Linked DNA regions of Mus musculus: region 1 is linked to region 2. The links are chromatin contacts, called in public HiChIP or PLAC-seq maps. All regions are on one chromosome and are shown on one strand. Each heading gives the region's core, a stretch centred on a gene start, on an enhancer-like site or on the middle of the called end of the contact. The rest is flanking DNA. Distances are from core to core; before and after follow the strand shown.

What was found. HiChIP or PLAC-seq counts read pairs in DNA pulled down with a chosen protein or histone mark.
Region 1: a contact with region 2 is called in an H3K27ac HiChIP or PLAC-seq map of large pre-B cells, with 4 times the contacts expected there. The contact joins the promoter of Ubxn10 here to the promoter of Pink1 in region 2. A contact is called at or near these places in 2 of 39 promoter capture datasets (hippocampal neurons and stem cell-derived epiblast-like cells) and 2 of 115 datasets of contacts at active chromatin or transcription factors (large pre-B cells and pancreatic cancer cells).

Annotation. Positions count from the first base shown.
Region 1 is chr4:138,723,920-138,726,812 of GRCm38.p6, reverse strand. Ubxn10 (UBX domain protein 10) reads left to right here and starts at 1,548. Exons shown (of 2, transcript NM_178671.5): 1 at 1,548-1,632. Pla2g2c (phospholipase A2, group IIC) reads right to left here and starts at 1,488. Exons shown (of 6, transcript NM_008868.3): 1 at 1,325-1,488; 2 at 956-1,082.
Region 2 is chr4:138,324,913-138,327,612 of GRCm38.p6, reverse strand. Pink1 (PTEN induced putative kinase 1) reads left to right here and starts at 1,317. Exons shown (of 8, transcript NM_026880.2): 1 at 1,317-1,780. The coding sequence starts at 1,394.

The sequences.
Region 1 (2,893 bases), core at 299-2,798, 400 kb before region 2:
GTAACAAAGATGTGGCCATGAAGTTAGGTAGTGAATCTGTGGTTCTTAACTGTCTATTAGTTAACTTCTACTAGTTCAATCACTAAATTACTCTAAGGGTCTGTCTAGAGCAGAGTCCAACGGGACTCCTTTTAAAGCAGTTTTTTTTTTCTTGTTTGTTTGTTTTGTTTTGTTTTTGAGACAGGGTCTCCCTATGTAGTCATGACTGTTCTTGAACTTGCTCTGTAGACCAGGCTGGCCTTGAACTCAGAGATCCGCCTACCTCTTCCTCCTGAGTGTCGGGATTAAAGGAATGCGCTGTCACTTCTCAGCTTTAAAGTCATCTTAATGCCAGCTTGGAAGGAAGAGTTGATTAGATTGGAACAAAGACAGGGAGGAATTGGGCAAGTGAAGGGACAGGCTAAACTAGGGAAGAGTCTTCATTTAAGTCAAGGTTTCAACAGAAGCAAGGATATTGGGCCTAGGGAGGGGGAGAGTGTGTGTGTATGTGTGTGTGTGTGTGTATGTGTGTGTGTGCGCGCGCGCGTGTGTGTGCGTGTGTGCGTGTGTGTGGCTGTGGTTGGGAAGCACCTCAGAGACAGCTAACAGGGATGGGATCAGATGACCATTCTAACAGACCAGAGGCAAGAGAGCAATCGTGCAAAGGCTGGGAGCCCTCTGGTCTGACAGCAGACAACTAAGAAGGTTCACATTCAATGGTTTCTATTTTCCTTTGCAGAGGGCAGGAGACTGTCATCCCACAGGGAGGGAGGAAGGAAGACGGCATGTGGGAGGTTTTTAGAGGACAGATAGGATTTGAAATAGCTATTGGAGAGGGCAGGAAACAGAAGGCTGGCCAGGGAGGGCAGAGGGTCTCATGTGTGTGACATGTCATGGCTCGGTGTGGGTTGGACAGATTCCAGCTAAGGCATCCATCACACTGATGGGATGACAGTAGGGCCAGGAGGACTCTTACCAACAGAATGGCTGAGGTAGTGGACCATAGCTTCTGAGAAAGCAGTCAGGCTGCCGGCCTCCAAAACTCAAAGCTGTTGGGAAACGCGGTGAAGTGGCTGGAGTTGCTGACTGTATATAGTTAGACCCTTAAGGAGGAAATAGGAGATACAGGTGGTGATCACAAGACTGGTGGCCTGGGGGTGGGAACCCCCATGACAACATACCCTAAAAAAATCACCACCCAGATTCTAAGGGTCTCGTTTTAAAACAGTTGCACAACCCTGTTTAAAACAAGGACACTGGCAAAGTCAGGCCAAGGATTGACAGGGATTTGTTCCTGGTCCCTACCCCCGACTCCAGGGCAGGGCTCCCTCTCCCCTGAACGCACATTCCCCAGGAGACACAAGAGTCAGGCCAGGTCAGGAAGAAGAGTTCCAATGGCAGGGGTCCAGGCCCAGGGCCCTGTGGCCTCCATGGGGCAGGGCCACACCAAGGTCCTGAGCCTGGAATCCGTGAACCACCTCTGCCCCTCCGCCCTCCGTGCCCTAGTCCAATTCAGCTTGCGGTCCAGGTCAGGCAGGTTCCGGTCCCACCGGAAGCACGTGGCCCCCACCCCTTGGCGGTTGCCAGGGAGACAGGGCTGTTTACCAGCTGGTCGCAGCCAGGCACCGGAGGCGGATGGAGCTGAGCTGCGAGGTGAGAGGCCCGCTGTGGGTCCCCAGAAACTGAGAGGCAGGCATTTGAGTGGCCCTCCCCAGGGACAGAGCCAACCTGGCTGGAGCCTGAGTCTGCAGCAGCTAAGGGAATCTCCTGGGAGGGGCGTCTACAAGCCAGTCCCTGGACCCAGATCCAAAGAGAGAGAAGGGAGTCGGGGTCATGTGCAGAGGCAGGAGCTGCAGGGAGCCTCCCACAGCTCCAAGTGCCCTTTACCCAGGTCTGCATTCACGTTCCAGACCTTTCTGCCATTCCCGGAACACTCCTCTTCCTTCTGCACTTGAAGCTTTGCTTCCAGACCTGCCAGACCACGGAAATAATAGAGGCCTCTCCCCAACCCCCTCGCCCGCCCTTCTATCCTGGAATCAACCCCGGTTCTCTCTCTTCACTCACTTGGTGGCTTGTGGTTTCCCACATTGTAATCTCTGGTTTGGGGTAGCATAGCGAGTGGTTTCGATCCTCTCTCTCTCCCTCTCTCCCCCTCCATCCCCCGGGGTTGGTTCCTTTACAGAGTTTAATTTTGTAAGCCAGGCTGGGGACTATGGGGTGGCGGCAGTGGGTGGTAGTAACTGATAAACAATTTTAAAAGACCAATGCACGTGTACATGTCCCGGTATATGCCAGCAGATGGTTCGTAGGAGGGTGTATTTTGCTGCTTGCGCTGTAGGTTTAGATTTGGGCTGTGAAGTACCATGGTCTGACCCTATGGTGGCTTGTGGGCACCATTGGAAAACCACGGGAATCTTGATTTCATTTGTATCCAATGTCCCTTCCTTCCTGTTCGTGTGGTGATAATCCTAAGGAATGGGCACCTGCCCTTCTGGAGGGCAACATCTTGAAAATAGTGGCCCGTGTTTTGTTTCCTGCTTCCTAGCAGGCGTCTGCCTCCTAGCTATTGTGTTTAAGTAAACAGGCTACTTGTCTCTTCTGCTGGCAGCGTGATGGATGCCTACGCCTAGACGTTGTCAAATCACTTTGTAGTTGAGTGTCTGCCAGGCCCTAGAGGTGATGAAATAAATGAGCCATGCAGGGATTGTGCTGTCGCAGGAGCCTAGACAGAGGGCAAAGGTAGAGTTTGGGACCCAGGGTGTGTGTGTGTGTATCTCTGAAGGCGCCATGGCTGCCGTTCTCCAAACACCTGTTTCCTGTAGCATCCTGCCCTCCTTCTGGGTGGGGGTGGGAGCTGGTGTTCCCTCTGTGTAACAGATGGTCTCTGTGCTGGGTAGGAGGCGGTGGGTTATAA
Region 2 (2,700 bases), core at 68-2,567:
AGAGAATGGCGGAAAACCCGTCCCCTTTTTAGGAGAGTTATATTTCGCCTAGGACGCATCACTCCCTGATTGGCTGCAGCCCATGGCCGAGCTGACGTTCACGGGAAAGGCAGAGTACAAGTAGTCGTAAAATACCCTTGGCACATGCGCAGATTATTTGTTTACCACTTAGAACACAGGATGTCAGCGCCATCTTGTGACGGCGAATGTGGGGGCGGCTCCCAACACTACCTCTGGTGGGTAGTGGGTTAAAAGAGAGGTTAAAGCATTGAAGAACCATCATTTAAAATAGGCTTTGAAGGCTGGGCAGTGGTGGCACACGCCTTTAATCCCGCACTTGGGAGGCAGAGGCAGGTGGATTTCTGAGTTCGAGGCCAGCCTGGTCTACAGAGTGAGCTCCAGGAGAGCCAGGGCTATACAGAGAAACCCTGTCTCAACACCCCCCCCCCCCAAAAAAAATAGGCTTTGAAAAAAATTAAAAATTTCACTGGATGACCAGTATTTGGTATTATGTGATTTTACACACACACACACACACACACACACACAAAATTATGCTTAAGTCAGAGACAAGCAAAAAGATTATTCAGCCTGATGTGGTGGTATATACCTGTAATCCCCACACTCCAGAGGGCCATCCTAGTCTACAGGAAGAATTCCAAGCCAACCAGGGCTATGCAAGGCCTTGTCTCAAATAAAGTAAAATAAAATGAGTAAAAATAGTAACAGGGTTAATAACCTTATTATCAGCTAGCTATTCGTAACAAGCAGTTTAAGTCATAGGGATTTATTAAGCATCTGGGTGGCTTCTGGTTAAGTCTCCCAGTCAGTCTCAGACCTCAGCTCCTGCACCCACTGGTGCATAAATTATGGCCTTTGGTCAAGATTTCCCTCCAAGATCTAAGCCCCGGAACCTCCAACCTGTCTGTACAGGAGCATGAGAGCACTTGGGAGTGGGGGAGAAGAGCCAAGGTCTTCCCTCGATAGCCAGGGCAGTGTGAACTTCAACCTCAACTCTAATACCTGCAAGCAATCTGGAAACACCACAGTCGCTTATCTACAAAATTGGCACTCATATCATGGGGGGGACAGTCAAACTAGCTAACAGGTGTAAAGGGCCTGGATCGGTGACTGATAACAAATATTAGTTTCCTGGCTCAACGTCTCATCTTAACCAGGACCAGTGAAGTTGTTCACAACCCCTCGACCTGGGTTCAAAGTGCAAACCAGCTGCACCAAGGGATGCAGGGATGAGCGGGTAGCGCCCCCGCGTGCTGCGCAGGAGAACTGCCGGGGACCGCCCCCCGCGCTTGCGCACAGGCGCCGCCCCCGAAGTTTGTTGTTGTCCCAGACGTTTGTGGCGGTGGCAGCTGGCTCCGGTCACCGCGCCACCATGGCGGTGCGACAGGCACTGGGCCGAGGCCTGCAGCTGGGTCGGGCGCTGCTGCTGCGCTTCGCGCCCAAGCCCGGCCCGCTGTTCGGCTGGGGGAAGCCCGGCCCCGCGGCGGCCTGGGGCCGCGGAGAGCGCCCAGGCCAGGTCGTAAGCCCCGGAGCACAGCCTCGGCCGGTCGGGCTCCCCCTCCCGGACCGCTACCGCTTCTTCCGCCAGTCGGTAGCTGGGCTGGCGGCGCGGATCCAGAGGCAGTTCATGGTGCGGGCCCGGGGCGGCGCAGGCCCTTGCGGCCGAGCGGTCTTCCTGGCCTTCGGGCTGGGGCTGGGGCTGATCGAGGAGAAGCAGGCGGAAGGCCGGAGGGCCGCCTCGGCCTGTCAGGAGATCCAGGTGAGAGCGGCGGTGGGCGGGAGCGCCGGGAGCGGGCCGAACCGGGCCAGAGTGTAGCCCTGAGGCCAGCCGGGCCGGGGCGGGGCCTAGGCCAGGAGGAGGCGGGGTTAGGAGAGTGAGTGATCTGGGTGGGGCGGGGCCAAATTGGACAGCAAGGGCGGAGTTAGTTGGATAGTTGTTGGGGCAGCCTCAGAATCCTAGTGGTGTAGGGGCGGGTCGTGAACCAGGGCGTGGTAGGAGCCTGGGCATTGGGAAGGGCAGGTCTCTGAGCCGTGATTGGGCAATTTAAGGGGGTGGGGTACTCGTGGACCAGACTGAGTGGCTGGTGGCATCTTAGTTATGTGTCTAAGAGCATGAGGACATGCCTAGACCTTGGGGGGGGGGGTAGGTAGATCAGGGGATAAGGCAAAGATTAAAATCTATCTATGACTTGGACTATACATTTCTTGGAATTGATCTGTTAATTAAGGCTGACCTATTTCCCATTACTGATGGCCTGATATGCCGACACTTTGCAAACAGTATGGTTTAAAAGCTGCTGATTATTGGTCTCTGTTGCACTGTAACAAATGGCTTTGAGTAAATTTCTTTTCTTTTGGGATGCATAAAAGGGGGACAGAGCCTTGATTTGTATATGTAGCCCAGGTTTGTCTTGAACTTTTTTTTTTTTTAGTTTTTCAAGACAGGGTTTCTCTGTGTAGCCCTGGCTGTCCTGGAACTCACTTTGTAGACCAGGCTGGCCTCGAACTCAGAAATCCACCTGCCTCTGCCTCCCAAGTGCTGGGATTAAAGGTGTGCACCACCACAGCCCGGCTGGATGATAACATTTGGAATGTAAATAAATAAAATATCCAATTGAAAAAAAAAAGTCACTCAGGAGGCAGAGGCAGGCGGATTTCTGAGTTCGAGGCCAGCCTGGT